Regions from separate parts of the Triticum aestivum genome. Here region 2 is linked to region 1. The links are chromatin contacts, called in public Hi-C maps. All regions are on one chromosome and are shown on one strand. Each heading gives the region's core, a stretch centred on a gene start, on an enhancer-like site or on the middle of the called end of the contact. The rest is flanking DNA. Distances are from core to core; before and after follow the strand shown. Region 1 holds the start of LOC123102632 (E3 ubiquitin-protein ligase MIEL1). Region 2 holds the start of LOC123102637 (putative glutaredoxin-C14).

What was found. A called contact is a pair of places that touch in the nucleus more often than the background predicts.
Region 2: a Hi-C map of leaf shows a contact between it and region 1, with 8 times the contacts expected there. The contact joins the promoter of LOC123102637 here to the promoter of LOC123102632 in region 1. A contact is called at or near these places in 3 of 5 Hi-C or Micro-C datasets (all in leaf).

The regions. Positions count from the first base shown.
Region 1 is chr5A:133,395,696-133,403,189 of IWGSC CS RefSeq v2.1, reverse strand. LOC123102632 (E3 ubiquitin-protein ligase MIEL1) reads left to right here and starts at 3,271. Exons shown (of 12, transcript XM_044524050.1): 1 at 3,271-3,544; 2 at 3,750-3,837; 3 at 4,911-4,955; 4 at 5,049-5,081; 5 at 5,176-5,253; 6 at 5,331-5,374; 7 at 5,450-5,490; 8 at 5,929-6,011; 9 at 6,084-6,175; 10 at 6,295-6,364; 11 at 6,529-6,567; 12 at 7,389-7,494. The coding sequence starts at 3,450. LOC123102633 (conserved oligomeric Golgi complex subunit 8) reads left to right here. Exons shown (of 12, transcript XM_044524051.1): 7 at 1-77; 8 at 173-240; 9 at 319-373; 10 at 575-713; 11 at 830-1,014; 12 at 1,194-1,870. The coding sequence ends at 1,601.
Region 2 is chr5A:134,260,544-134,268,037 of IWGSC CS RefSeq v2.1, reverse strand. It overlaps LOC123102637 (putative glutaredoxin-C14), which reads right to left and starts at 4,473. Exons shown (of 3, transcript XM_044524056.1): 1 at 4,349-4,473; 2 at 1,202-1,219; 3 at 792-960. The coding sequence starts at 4,473. The coding sequence ends at 792. LOC123102635 (rRNA-processing protein FYV7) reads right to left here. Exons shown (of 4, transcript XM_044524053.1): 4 at 6,312-6,579. The coding sequence ends at 6,567.

The DNA of each region.
Region 1 (7,494 bases), core at 2,022-4,521:
ACCTCACCACTCTTCAAGTTATGTTGCCAAATATAACAGAAGGTGGGTCCCTGTCAAACATGCTTGAAAACTGCATGGTAAGCATTTGCTTTCGTTTGAATTTCTAGCTGAGTAACAGTTGCACCAAAGGCTTGAATCTTTTGTAATGTTTTATCACTTGATCATCTTGCAGTATTGTGCGATGGGTCTCGGCTTGGTTGGACTGGATTTCCGTTGCCTGCTTCCACCAATTTTTGAAAAGTAATTGGTATTTGATTATTAAAATTTATTGTCTATGCTGGAAAGGGGTTGTATTTCCTGACATTATCTGCTTTGCAGTGCGGTTTTAAATTTATTCTCGAAGAATATGAGTACAGCGGTTGAGAATTTTCAGGTAAGCATCTATGTACTACGTGTTTGGACATGCTATTCCGTTCTTCTCTAGATAAACATAAGATGAATTCGTATTATAAGGTTGTTGACACTTTCTTCGTTCTTTCAAATTATACTCTGTAATTCCCTACACTCTTTCTCCTACAATTATTACTGTAGCACCATAAATTAACACCACTATAAAATTTTCTAATCATGCTAGGTTGTCTTGGATTCACATCGTTGGGTGCCGATGCCATCTATTGGCTTTGTCACAAATGGAGCTGTGGATGATACTTCTGATGATGTGACACCACCTTCTGTTTTGATGGAGCATCCACCTCTCGCAGTGTTTGTTAATGGTATGTTTTACTGGTAACATTTATCAGAAATTGACTTCTATTCTTCACGTGTTGGCTCTAATGGTGCTAGTGAGTATACAAGTTGACATGTCCGTATTTCATACTCTTGGATGCAGGTGTTTCGGCAGCAATGAATGAGCTAAAACCATGTGCACCATTGAGCTTGAAGCATGTCCTTGCTCAGGAGGTGGTGAAAGGATTGCAAGCAGTTTCTGACTCCCTAGTCAGATACAATGCCATGCGGATGCTGCGTGGAAATGAGTCTTCCCTTTTCCTCTCACTTTGCCAGGCATTTATTGAGGTAACTTAAGCTTCATAAGCACCACAAATGGAAGTAGGGGGGAAAAGTTTACCTCCAGAAAAGTAAAGAAAACAGGATATGCTGAAGGCCCAACACCCACCAGATCTAAATTCCAGTTCTGTGATATTTCTCTTTTGACTCAGAGAAGTCTCATATGTAAGTTCACTATCTCATCTCAGGTCGCATATCCTTATTGTGCTGCATGTTTTGGACGATGCTACCCCAACGGAGGAGTGCTGATCACAGAGTGCCCCAGCTTATTGGATGCTGTCAGCCAACTACCTATAAGATCAGGCTCTGGGATCAGCAGCATTGATCGAAAGTCGTCAGGAGGCATCGAAAGAAGGCAGTCCGGAGGCATAGAAAGAAAGCAGACAGGAGGCATCGAGAGAAAGCAGTTGGAAGGCATCGAGAGAAGGCAGTCAGGAGGCATTGAAAGAAGGCAGTCGATCGAGAGTGCTGGGACTGCGGCCTCTGAGAACGGACTTGTAACCAATGGCCCTGAGCCAGAGGTGACCAGCGACGCGGGAACCACTGCCGAACCAGCTGGTGCCGACATGCAGACCGATGCACCCGCAAACGCATAGCCTGAACCGCGTTGATGGAATCTGTCGAAGTTCTTGTTACGTTGAGCCGTTGCTGCAAGACTATGTTCATCGACAGTTTGGTTCATTATTTTTGGTCGTGGTCTTACAGTGTACACAAGAGAGCGTTGGATGTTAATCTGTACAATACACAATTGGAAATTTAGCTGTTCATCTCTAGCCCATACGTAGATGTTGTAGACCGGAGATTGTTTCGGACTGACAGTAAGTTGATAATATGAAGCGAGTGCTCTATGTTGTTGTTGACTGCACATCTGGTAATGAAGGTCGAACTGGAAGCCGCCTACTTTTTTTGTTTCTGAACGGAGGCGAAAGGTTTACCTCATCCATTCATTAAGCAGAAGAGAGTTGTTTGGTTAATTAACGAAAAAGGGACTAAAACTGTTACAAACAGTTGAGTGCCACACAAGAAACCCCCCATACACCTCAAGAAAAAGGGCTTCGTCAATGTGCACCACTGCGTCATCGGTCAATGTGCACCACTGCGTCATGGGTCATTGTCCTTCCTAAACTCTGAGCAAGCGACTCCGCTTTCTTCCTAAACTCTGAGCAAGCGACTCCGCTTTCGCCGAAGAGGAACATCGACCCTTGGCCTACTTTCCTAGCAACCTGTTTGGAACAAACGCAATTCCGCATCTCCTTGAAGGAATGAATTTAATATACAAGCAGGAATAGTAGAATTCAACAACCAGGTGCATACACACAAACAAACAAACAAGCAAAAAGAATGAGATGGTAGTGCAAGGGAAGAGTGCAAGCGAACGGAACTCTGTCGGTTTGAAACTTGGAATTGAATGAATAAAGTAGAGCAGCCGGTGGAGGAAGAAAGGGAAGGAGGTGCGTGCGAGAAAGATGCATCTCGCCATCTTCCTCTGCTGGCGTGCGTGCGGCCCATGCCATGTGCGCACCTCATCTCTTTATCTTCCTTGACAAGTTGGCATCAAACAGACCATTAAAAAAGGTGCAGTAGGCGACTACAGGACTTGCCTAACATAACGGTGCTTTTCCACCACCTGAATTTCACTGTTCAACCCTGCACGTTTTTTGTCCACGAATTTCGTGCGGATTTTGCATCCGTAAGGGTTGAGCTGAGCATAGCTTAGATGATTACATTTTTTATGGTGGAACCAACAGACCAGTGTTTAGCTTCCATACTTGAGATGTTTCCATCGACCAAGAGGCTCCTATGATGACTTCGTCAAATTTATGATGTTGTGTCAGCTCAATGTCTCAGAAGTGCTCATAGGAGTAGAGTGTGCATGCGTACAAATAAGTGTATATATGTGTATGTAACCATCTGTGATTGTATTGTGTTGAAAGATGTGCATTAGAAATCATCCATTTTAGAAAATGTGAAGTCAGCATTCCATCCCTACGGCAAGCCTTCAGTTGCAAGTTTATCGAGTTTAAATGTGCTTTCTGTTCATTGAGTTTTAACTTGAACTTCTGCCATTCTGAAGTTTGAATATATTTCTAGTTACATTATTCTATTCTACCCGTTACATGGAAAATCCTGAAATCCATCTCCCACAATTTCTGAGATGATGATGCGAGGGGACAGTTAGCAATTAAGGCAGTGGGTCCAACTCCCGGCTTGGCGACGGCCTTCCTCTTCCGGCTCCGGACCAATAAAACAAGAGGGAAGAAAAAGGGTTGGGGCCTAGCGGAGCGCCGGCCTCCACCTTCCTTCCTTCCTTCCCTCTTCGTATCGCGCGCCATTTTGACCCATAGGCCCCTTCCTTTACTCCTTTCTACCACTCTGCCACCGACTCCTCCCTCCCCTTCCCCTTCCCCACCACCACCCTCTCGCCGCCGACGCCGCCGCCGGGGATGGGGGGAACGCACTTCGCCGACGACGACCTCGCCCACGAGGCCACGGGCGACGGAGATGTGGGCCGCCGCGACGTGGGCAAGATGGAGCACGGGTTAGGCAGCGTCCCCTCCCCTCCCCTCCCCCCTTTTGCTGCGATTCGTCCTTCCCGGGGATCGAATTTGCTCGATTCCGCGCGATTGCCCCGTCTTTCCGTGGCGTCTGCCGCGCCCGTTGTCGCGATTTCGCTCCTTTGCTTGGTCCGATTGGTTCATTGCTTCGTCTCGCGGGACATCGTGATCCATCTCTGGTCTGCGCAGGTGCGAGCATTATCGGCGGAGATGCAAGATCGTAGCGCCCTGCTGCAAGGAGGTGTTCCCCTGCCGCCATTGCCACAACGACGCCACGGTACGCTGCTAGTAGCTATTGTTTTGCTCGCCACGGCCGCATAATTACCGTGCTCATCCATGTGGAGACCAACTAACCACGCCACGGTACGCTGCTAGTTATTGTTTTCCTCGCCACGGCCGCATAATTACCGTGCTCATCCATGTGGGAACCAACTCACCATGGCCGTGTAGTAATTAGCATCACTTACTCCATGTACAGTTTCACTGGGATGCTTAACAATTATTGGCTAATGCACTATCACCTTGTTGATGTAGAGTTAGTTCGTGCTTGAGAGGGAACTAAATCCCCCATAAAGGCCCCATCGTCCGTACTCCAAACAAGTCTAACATGGCAACCTTGCAAGTTGAGTTGGTTCGTCGATATTGAATCACCATGGCTCTAAATTTTGATCTTAATTTCGTTCATTTAATCTTGGACAACTTGTTTGGTTGAAGTTATGCACGATAAGTCGTCGTGTCAGATTTCAATAACTGGTAAAATAAATCTTCAGGGTGCTGGCAAAATAAATGTATAAACATAAGTTAATGTTCTTAATAGATCAAAACTGTAAATTAGCAAAATGGGAACTTGTCAGACTCATTGAGAACAGTTGCTCTTATTGGAGTCTAAACATTTCCATTGGAAAAAACAAATAAAAGAATTAGACCAAGGGGGAAGACGCCTCCCTGACTTATTCTTAAAGTGGGGCGATTTGCTCTTCCCCAGGGATCATATTTGTTCCATGTAATTGCCCCATCTTTCCGTGGTGTCTGACGCATTTCTTGGCGCGATTTCGCTCCTTTGCTTGGTCCTTTCCGTGGCACTCTTGTTGGAGTTTAAACATCTTCCCTTGAAAAAAAAGAATTAGACCAAGGGGGAGGACGTCTAACTTAAAGTGGGGCGAGTCCTCGAACCCGGGTGGGTGGGTGGGTTCACAACCATGTGTGCCCACCAAGGCACCCTGGGAGGGTTCTCTTTCCCTTTGAAAAATGGCAACTGTTAGATGTTGACAGTTTGCATAGAGCAGCTAACGAGCAACAAACTGCATTTATTGAATTTAACTAGTTTTGATGGCATTGTCTTCACTGTAGGCTTTGGGTGATCGGCATAATATATGTCGCCAGGATGTTGAAAAAGTACGCCTCGCAAGCCCTTTCTTTTTCTGTACAATCTGTAGACCTCAGCAGGTTCATAAATTCTGAATGACCGGTTGTCCTTTTCTGCTACAGGTAGTGTGTGTACTCTGTGATACTGAACAACCGGTACGACTTAAATACTAGTACAAACTTTTTTTACTTTGCAATCATGTCTCGTAGGATGTCATTATGCTCAAACTAAAACTCTTGTGTTGTTCAGGTGTCACAAGTGTGTGTAAGATGTGGAGTCAATATGGGAGAATACTTCTGTGATGTATGCAAGTTTTATGATGACGACGTATGTCTCAATTTTGTTTTCTGTGTTTATGTACTTAGTGTGGTTCGTATCAGCTGATGCAGTGTCTTTTGCTACAGACAGAGAAAGGGCAGTACCATTGCCATGATTGCGGCATATGCAGGTGAGCTCTAAACACTATCTTCACTTCTATCTTATCAAGCAAAGTCTTAACCCTGTTTCTATTCAAATCAACCAGGGTTGGCGGCAAGGAAAACTACTTCCACTGTGCAAAGTGTGGTATGCTATAATCATGCTGGCTTTGTGTTAACTTTTGTTCCAGACTCATGACAATGCCATGATTGATTTGTGCCTTTGAGTAATCTACATGATGCAGTAGCATAAATACTTTTTCCTGAAACTTCCCGTTCTCCTGCTGGAACTGAAATCAACTTGTGTTCTTTTTGTAACTGCAATGGATCTTGCCTTAATAATCATGGGAAACAGCTGACGATGATCTCATGAGCCTATTTGTTTACAGTTTGTCCACTATCTAGTCCTAGTCATGTAATGTCTAGGTTATAGAAAATTTACCAATAAAGAATGTGTAAATTAAAAAGTTATCTTTGTTCACTTGTATTTAAATCTGCCGACGGTACATATGATGTGCAGGATGAATTCTAGTAATACTAATATCAATATGTTCAATTTCGTAACTATTTGTTCTGCAATAAATAGGGTCATGTTACGCTGTTGCATTGCGTGATAACCATCAGTGTGTGGAGGATTCAATGAGACAGAACTGCCCAATCTGTTATGAGGTAACATCAGGAACTTGTACTGTTCCACTTATTGGAACTATTGAGATGTTTATAGTGAAATTTTCTGTGCAGTATCTATTTGATTCATTAAAAGGAACAAGAGTTCTAAACTGTGGACACACGATGCACATGGACTGTTTCGCTGAGATGGTGGACCATAATAAGTAATCCTTCCACTTGCGTTAACATGGAGATATATGTGTACCCACTTATTCCTTTTTTTTTTAAAAATCTCTCCGATGTTGCTTCTGTTGTAACTATTTATTGGCTTATGATGCTGCAGATACACTTGTCCAATATGCTCTAAGACAGCTCTTGACATGACAGTTCACTGGGGCATGTTGGATCAAGAGGTATAACGTTTATTTTCTAAATGTCAGACATGTGCATTACAACAATCACTCAACAAATATTCATTGTATTCTGACTTTGTGATGCATTGATGCTCTGGACAGCTTTTAATATTTAGATATATTTTTGAGCTTGCTTCAATAATGAGTTGCTTTTCCTTTTGTAGATTGAAGCAACAATTATGCCTCCTGTATATCGTTACAAGGTATTCTCTTGTGATTGAACTATTTAGTCCAATCAGACATAGCTTACATTGCCAAACTGGTTTGTGCTAGTGCACGAGCCAATGTTATGTTGCTCATTGATATATACTACATTCAAAACCATCTTCACTAGCCATACTTTCAGAATCACCCGGAAACCATTTTCTGCCACTTATTTTATTGACAAATTAGCTTTCTCACAGAAAATGAGCATCGAATGGTGGAAGTTCCATTATAGGGCTCATTCGGTTTGGAGGATTTCATGATGTAGGAATTAGAACTAGTATAGGAATTTTATAGCATGGCACTTGCCATCCTAAGGATTTGACTCGCCTCGTTCCTACGCGTAAAATGAGCTTTGAGTGGATGTGTAATTTCCTCCAAAAACAGAGGAAATGAATAGTATTCCTACGATATTTCTGTACACATTTCCTACAAACCGAATGCATCTATAGGAAATTTTCCTCTGGAATCCTTGTTCCTATGTGTTTCCTATGAAAATCCTCCAAACCGAATAGGCCCATATTGTGTTTTTGATCTATCTGAACCTTTGAAGATATGAGACGACCATTGTCATGCCAACTGTCACACATTAGTCATATAGTCCCTCCGTTCCTAAATATAAGATGTTTTAGATAATTTCAATGTAGACTACTATGCGGATTGAAATTGGTGAACATACACATCAAAATGGGTTTAGATACATGTGAATCAGAAAAATGCTAAAACATCTTATATTTAGGAACAGAGGGAGTATTTTTGTGTGGATCTAGTAGCTGAGTCAGGCTAACAGTGGTTTTTGCCCTTGTGCTAAAATTTCCAGGTTTGGGTTCTTTGCAATGACTGCAACAAAGTCTCAGAAGTGGACTTCCACGTGATTGGCCATAAGTGCAGCCATTGCAACTCATACAACACTAGATCGACGTCGC
Region 2 (7,494 bases), core at 3,224-5,723, 860 kb before region 1:
TGAAGGGGCACACCCGCACACTCTGATCAAGAAATTAAAATTCAAATTGTCCCATGGCATACAGGACCGGGGAAAAGACATCACCACATCATCAAAGCCATCCTTTTGCAAACACGAAATGCCGCACCTCAGAGGGAGTCGAACGTCATCACGGGAGCTTCAACACGTCGTACTCATGCACGTGCCACAGAGCCATTGTAGTAGAGGCCGATGGCGCCTAGACGTGGCAAGCCAAAGCCGTAGTATTCCCGCTCCACCACATACCTATTCGCGTCGCCACCGTTGATGATGCTGCGTCGCCAACCAAGCCGTCAGCCAGCCTCCGAACAGCAGCTGGACCACCAGTCCACCACTGCCAGATCAGGGGAGGTGCCGATGTAGTATTTGTGATGGAAAATAATTATAAATAACAAATAGGAGACGATAGTAAGCTACTATGATCAATATGCAATGCAACTATACACAATTTTTAGGTTAGAGATGTGCACATATCATTTGATAATGAACTGTTTATACATTTATTTATCAACTAGCTCTTTGAGAAAAGGTTGTGCAGGTTCTTTGAGAAAAGATTGTACACCTGCACAAATAGCGCTGGGATTACGACACGAACGTCGCTCGTACGTAAAACTCGCTCCTAGCAAGCTATAAGCCTTGCTATTGTCGGAACAGGATTGAAAAAACCAGTTCGATCGATGCTAACCAGGCCATTAGTTAGGTTATTCTAAGAAAATGCATATACTTGACACTCTTTGACAAAATTTTATTTCTCAGGTGGCACCTGCATTCCTCTATAGCCAGAGGGCACCTGCATTCCTCAGCATTGGGACGAGCTCGCCGCTAAGATGCATGGACATGACCCTGTTTGTCCCGCCGACAAGCTTCCCGCCGATGAACACCACTGGAACAGATGGGCCTTTCCCGAGCATCTTGAGGAGAGCTCTCTCCATCTCCTTTCCCCTGGGGTCTTGGTCGAGCTCATTGTGACGCCCCCGATTCAATCGTACACTAATCATACACGCAAACGTGTACGATCAAGATCAGGGACTCACGGGAAGATATCACAACACAACTCTACAAATAAAATAAGTCATACAAGCATCATATTACAAGCCAGGGGCCTCGAGGGCTCGAATACAAAAGCTCGATCATAGACGAGTCAGCGGAAGCAACAATATCTGAGTACAGACATAAGTTAAACAAGTTTGCCTTAAGAAGGCTAGCACAAACTGGGATACAGATCGAAAGAGGCGCAGGCCTCCTGCCTGGGATCCTCCTAACTACTCCTGGTCGTCATCAGCGGGCAGCACGTAGTAGTAGGCACCTCCGGTGTAATAGGAGTCGTCGTCGATGGTGGCGTCTGGCTCCTGGGCTCCAACATCTGGTTGCGACAACCAGGTAGAAGGGATAGGGGAAAAGAGGGAGAAAGCAACCGTGAGTACTCATCCAAAGTACTCGCAAGCAAGGAGCTACACTACATATGCATGGGTAAAAGTGAAAAGGGCCATATCGGTGGACTGAACTGCAGAAAGCCAGAATAAGAGGGGGGATAGCTAATCTTGTCGAAGACTACGCTTCTGGCAGCCTCCGTCTTGCAGCATGTAGAAGAGAGTAGACTGAAGTCCTCCAAGTAGCATCGCATAGCATAAACCTAACCGATGATCCTCCCCTCGTCGCCCTGTGAGAGAGCGATCATCGGTTGTATCTGGCACTTGGAAGGGTGTGTTTTATTAAGTATCCGGTTCTAGTTGTCATAAGGTCAAGGTACAACTCCAAATCGTCATGTTACCGAAGATCACGGCTATTCGAATAGATTAACTTCCCTGCAGGGGTGCACCACATTCCCCAACACGCTCGATCCCATTTGGCCGGACACACTTTCCTGGGTCATGCCCGGCCTCGGAAGATCAACACGTCGCAGCCCTACCTAGGCACAACAGAGAGGTCAGCACGTCGGTCTAAATCCTATGGCACAGGGGTCTGGGCCCATCGCCCTTTGCACACCTGCACGTTGCGTACGCGGCCGGAAGCAGACCTAGCCTAATGGCGTTCCAGTCCAATCCGGCGCGCGTCACTCAGTCGCTGACGTCACGAAGGCTTCGGCTGATACCACGACGCCGGGATACCCATAACTACTCCCACGTAGATGGTTAGTGCGTATAGACCAAATGGCCAGACTCAGATCAAATACCCAGATCTCGTTAAGCGTGTTAAGTATCCGCGAACGCCGATCAGGGCCAGGCCCACCTCTCTCCTAGGTGGTCGGAACCTGCCCTGTCGCTCCGCCTCAAAGATCCACTCGCGGGTGCTCCTACGAGCCGACCCGTCTTTAATCACCACATGTATCATGTATAAAGTATATAGTATATACCCGTGATCACCTCCCGAGTGTTCACGGCCCGGTAGTATAGCGTGGCAGACGGACAAGGATGTAGGGCCACAGATGGTACTACTAGCATCCTATACTAAGCAAGTAGGATTGCAGGTAAAGGTATCAACAGTAGTAGCAAGGACAGGCTATGCATCAGAATAGGATTAACAGAAAGCAGTAACATGCTACACTACTCTAATGCAAGCAGTATAGAGAAGAGTAGGTGATATCTGGTGATCAAAGGGGGGGCTTGCCTGGTTGCTCTGGCAAGAGAGAGGGGTCGTCAACAGCGTAGTCGGTCGGGGCACCAGTAGCGGCGTCGGTCTCGGTGTCTAGCGAGAGAAGAGGGGAAGAACAATAAATATTTAAGCAAACAGATGCATAGCGATGCATGACATGACAAGTATCGGTGCTAGGGGTGCCCTAACACGGTACGAGGTGGTACCGGTGAAGGGGGGAACATCCGGGAAATTATCCCCGGTGTTTCGCGTTTTCGGGAAGAGGAGCCGGAGGGGGAAAGTTACGCGTTCTCTATGCTAGGGTTGCGTGCCGGACGAACGGGTTGCGTATCCGGAATCGTCTCGTCGTTCCGAGCAACTTTCATGTACAAAGTTTTTTCCGAGCTACGGATTAAAAGATATGATTTTTCAAAGTTTTAAACACTATTCTGAAATTATTATTAATTAAAAAAAAGGTGAAATTGCTATGTGCACCCAGCAGAGTGCACACAGCAGGGCCACTAGAGGCTGACAATGGACCCCGTTGACCAGGTCAACTGTTGACTGGTCGACTAGGCAGGGGACCCACATGTCAGTTTCTGACAGTGTTGACTAATTGACTAATTAGGTAATTAGCAGGTTAATTATCAGGATTAATTAAGTTAATTCATTTAATTAACAAAATAATTATTTTAATTATTATTTACTTAATTAATTTTATTTACTCATTTAATTTTAAATTTTAATTAATTGATTTTTTTAAACAACGTTCTGGGCTGGGGCCCACTTGTCATCGACCCATGCGAGGCCTCACATGCCCAGCCTCACAGAGGAGGCCGGCGACGTTCACGGCGGTTCGTGGTCACAACAAAAAGGGGGCGGCGTCGATGCGGTGCCGCGGCGGGAGAGCGGCAGCGCCTAGCAGCGAGGCAGCAACAGCAGCATCATGCAGCGGTGGAGCGCGAAGGAAGGAGGCAGCGGCAGCGTCAATCGTCGGCAGCAGCAGGCGAGGCACGCGGAGTCGTAGGGCAATGGCAGCGGACTCGGGGAGGCGTCGGGGTCGCGTCCGGCGAACGGCGGCGAGGTGCTGTAGGGCGGAGGCGCGGTCCTCGGGCGCGGGCTCGCCGGCGAGGTGGGGCTCCAGCGCGGCAAGTGATCGGGCGGAGGGTGCTCGGTGTCGCTGGAGAACGAGAGGGAGTGGGGGTCTCGATCGGGAGGAGTGGGGGGGTTCGTGCGGGAGGAGTGGGGGGGTCGTGCGAGGCGACGGGATGGGCGCCGCCCAGATCCAGGGGGCGAGGGGAGTGAGGGGGGGATCGGGGACGGGAGTGGTGGACGGTGGGTTAGGGTTTGGGGGGGGGGGGGGGGGGGGAATGGATAAGGGGAGGGGGGAGGCCGGTTGGGCCTGCGCCCGAATGGGCCGGCCAACTGGGCCAGTAGGCCGTGGGAGGGGGTTCCCTCTTTCTTCTTTTTTTTGTTTTGTTAGTTTCTTTCTTTTATTTATTTTCCTTTTCTGTCTTTATTTATTTTAAAATACTTAGGAAGTTTATAAAATTGTGTTTATTACACCATATTGACCTATGTAAAATATGGCATCTCCCGAACACTTTTGTTTTAAATTTTGAAAAACTTTTATTGTTTGCTTTGATTTTGAAATTTGAATTCGAATGGGATTGAATCATCGCGAGGTTTACAACAGTAAGAGTGGTGACGAGGCATCATTAGCAGAGGTTACTGTAGCTTGATTATCCGGGCGTCACACTCATGCACCAGTGCATTGACACCCAGGTCGCAAAAGAGCCACGCCATGGTATGGCACATGCAGCAGGAGCTCAAAGTGAAGATCACCACCGCTCGCTCGGACGCCAGCTTCATCACGCAGTCCATCTGCCTTCTAAGTAAGTTCTAATGGGTTATGTGTGTACGTGCACGGATCTCTGAACGTGCTTTGCTTTGAGGTTTGAAGAGGACTTTGAAATGTGATTGAGCCTTGTGTAGCTCTAGCTAGTTATTGCTACCTTGTGTTGTGCCAAAGAGGAAACCTGGATGGTTTACTAGCACAGGGGTGGCTTCCTTTTATAGAGCTGCAAAAGGGCGGTGCTTCTTTGATCTTTCTATGCACTAGCTAGGGTGTCCTTCATGCATGGGTTGGGTTGGAATATCCGGTGCAAGTAAGATCAGGAAGTGTTTGGAACAGATCAGTGTGATCTAGCAGCCATCTTTAACATTGCACAAAGAGCATTTTGGATTTTTCTAGAAAAAATAAATGAAAGCTCCTAGCTAGCATGCCTGGGATTGGCGCCATTGGTTTGTTCAAAAGCATATTGGTTGATATCCAAGAGGAGATGAGATTAGATAATGCACGAGTGGAGCCGTGTTCTGATCAACATGGACCCAAACACGCGACTGGAATAATCCGATTGATTTTCTAAGTGTTGACCTAGCTAGAGGGAATCTCGTATATATGCCTACGGACTGATCCTACTTTTAAATCGATCTATCTATTGGCTGTTTGTCAAGCCAACTAATCTTCAGGAGAACTAATTAAGACTTGGAAGGAGTGGTCAATCCTAATTGACTCATGCAAGTATGGTAATGGGTGATAGAATGCACAGGCCACAGATTAAGATCCACCAGTGCCCATATCCACCAGTGCATCGAGTAGAAATTTGGAAAATAAAGTGGTCGGAATATGAGTCTCATCATCGATAGTGTACTCATGCATACTATCTCAAAGCGGCCAAGCCAATGGGATGAAATTTCAGTACGAAAACAGATGAACAACTTGATTTTTGCTGGTTTTTACTTAACTAGGTCACTCTGTTCTACATATTTGCCCTTTTTCTCAGTGACTCATTTCTACTTAATTGAAAGGCAGTGCTCCTGTCAGTTTCATGGAAGTATAGATGAACAGAAGCTTGCAATGGTGAAAACGTGTCAACCTGCGACAACAAGAACCGTATCGACAATGACGCGGAATGTCGATATGGTACGGCCAATACTTTGCTTGTAAGGAAACCGATTCCGACTAGCTACCTCAGGCTCGCCTGGTTTCTGGTTAACCGGCAATGAGTCGCCACAGGTTCAGAGAATAGCATCGTTGACAGAGCTCTCAGGGCTCCTTTGATTCAAAGGAATTGCATAGGATTTTTGGAGGATTTAAACCCTTAGGAATTTTTTCTGTGATGCTCATTTGATTCATAGGATTGGCATCCTTAGAAATTTTTCCATATGATCCATTTGTACTACATTTTGGAAGAAAATTTCCATCCACTCAAAGCTCTTTGTAGAATTCCTTTATTTTTTCTAATGCTATCAAACATTCTTTCAAATCCTGTAGGATATTATGGGACATGTCACCCTATTCCTACATTTTTCCTATTCCTTCATTTTAAAAATCCTGTGAATCAAAGAGGCCCTCAATCTCTCATCACTCACACTGCCTTATCTGCAAGCACAGAATATGTCCAACTTGCCTGCTTTTTCTCTCAAGATTTAGCTGCTTGGGCTTTGAGAAACGCCCATCATCGACATCGGCCTGGCCGTATCAGATATGAGGCGCCGCGACACCGACGGCGGTGTCATCCTTGCTTTTTCTTTGACATCCTCACCGAATCGATCCTACTAAAAAGCTCTGCCGAAGCAAAGGAAAGCACGGAGAGAGGGAGAGAGAGATGTTGCATGTGACACCACACAGTTGCTACATGTATGGTGGTACAAGCATCTACACAAAGTCAGATATATATTACCAGGGTGTTTTTTCCAAAAAAAAACTGCAGTTTTAACACATGACGCAAACATCCCAGCACTTAAGAATAGAATATATGTCTTGATATAGATATCCTTTATCCTCTAGATTTGCCTTGATACTCTTCACCTGGAAAGAAAAGGCTAGTGTTATGTAGTAGCAACCTCCATAGCTAGCTCCTCAAGGATCTTATGGTTCTTCATCAATTCTTGGCTCCCCACCCTCTCAAGGGCTAGCCTTGGCTCCTGCAAGAAGAATGTGTAGTGCAGCTCTTCAGATGAATCTAGCATGCACCTCACATTGCCCAAAACATAGAAACTCTGAAGTTTACATGTGCGGCACGCTGACAGAAAGACTGCATTTTATGTACACCTGAATATGTGAGAGATGTACTAGCAAATACTTTTGAAATGCAACTGGAGAGGTGTGGAAGCGCCTAGTAGTACATTTTAACAGTACTGTGTGTACTTGATTCTGATTCTTTGGCACATTGACATGTGGATCACAAAGGTCTAACCTAGCAACTGTACATCGCTGATGCACATATGCCAGCCTTGAGGTGCCGACACCTATGAGGATCTTATTCCTTGGCTCTTTATTGTTTGATAAGCCTAGCTAAGCTTGCTGATTACCTGGCTGAAACCCTAACAACAACCAATATCATCAGATCCTAACATATCACAATCTTTGTTGAAATAGTAATTTAGTACTGTCCAGCGATGAACTTTGATCTTTTGGTTGTCCGGTGACTGCTAGTATGTGAATTATGCCCGAATTGTTGCTAAGTGTGTTAATTTACGTAATTGTCAGTTTACGTTGGATGGGTCGCATGGATATGAGGAAAACGACTGCAGAGGCAGCCAAATGAGGGGTGATCAGTCACGGTCCGCAGTCGCGCCCGACGTTTGAGAGGCCAGATTTACAAGGTGCTGATGTAGATGCTCTAACAACCCGAGCCTTGAGAGCCTTCCTAAAATCAAGTTCCTGATGAGACGGCATGCGCTCCTCCTACGCAAGATCCAAACAATGGATGATTTCTGTGGCCACCGCAAACTGTAACCACAGGTTACCAATCGTCTCATTGCTCCATCTCCTGGTCGCCTTTACAGTTCTAGTGAGTTTAATGTGAAGATTTCAGAGAGCATAAGATCCCCTGACCG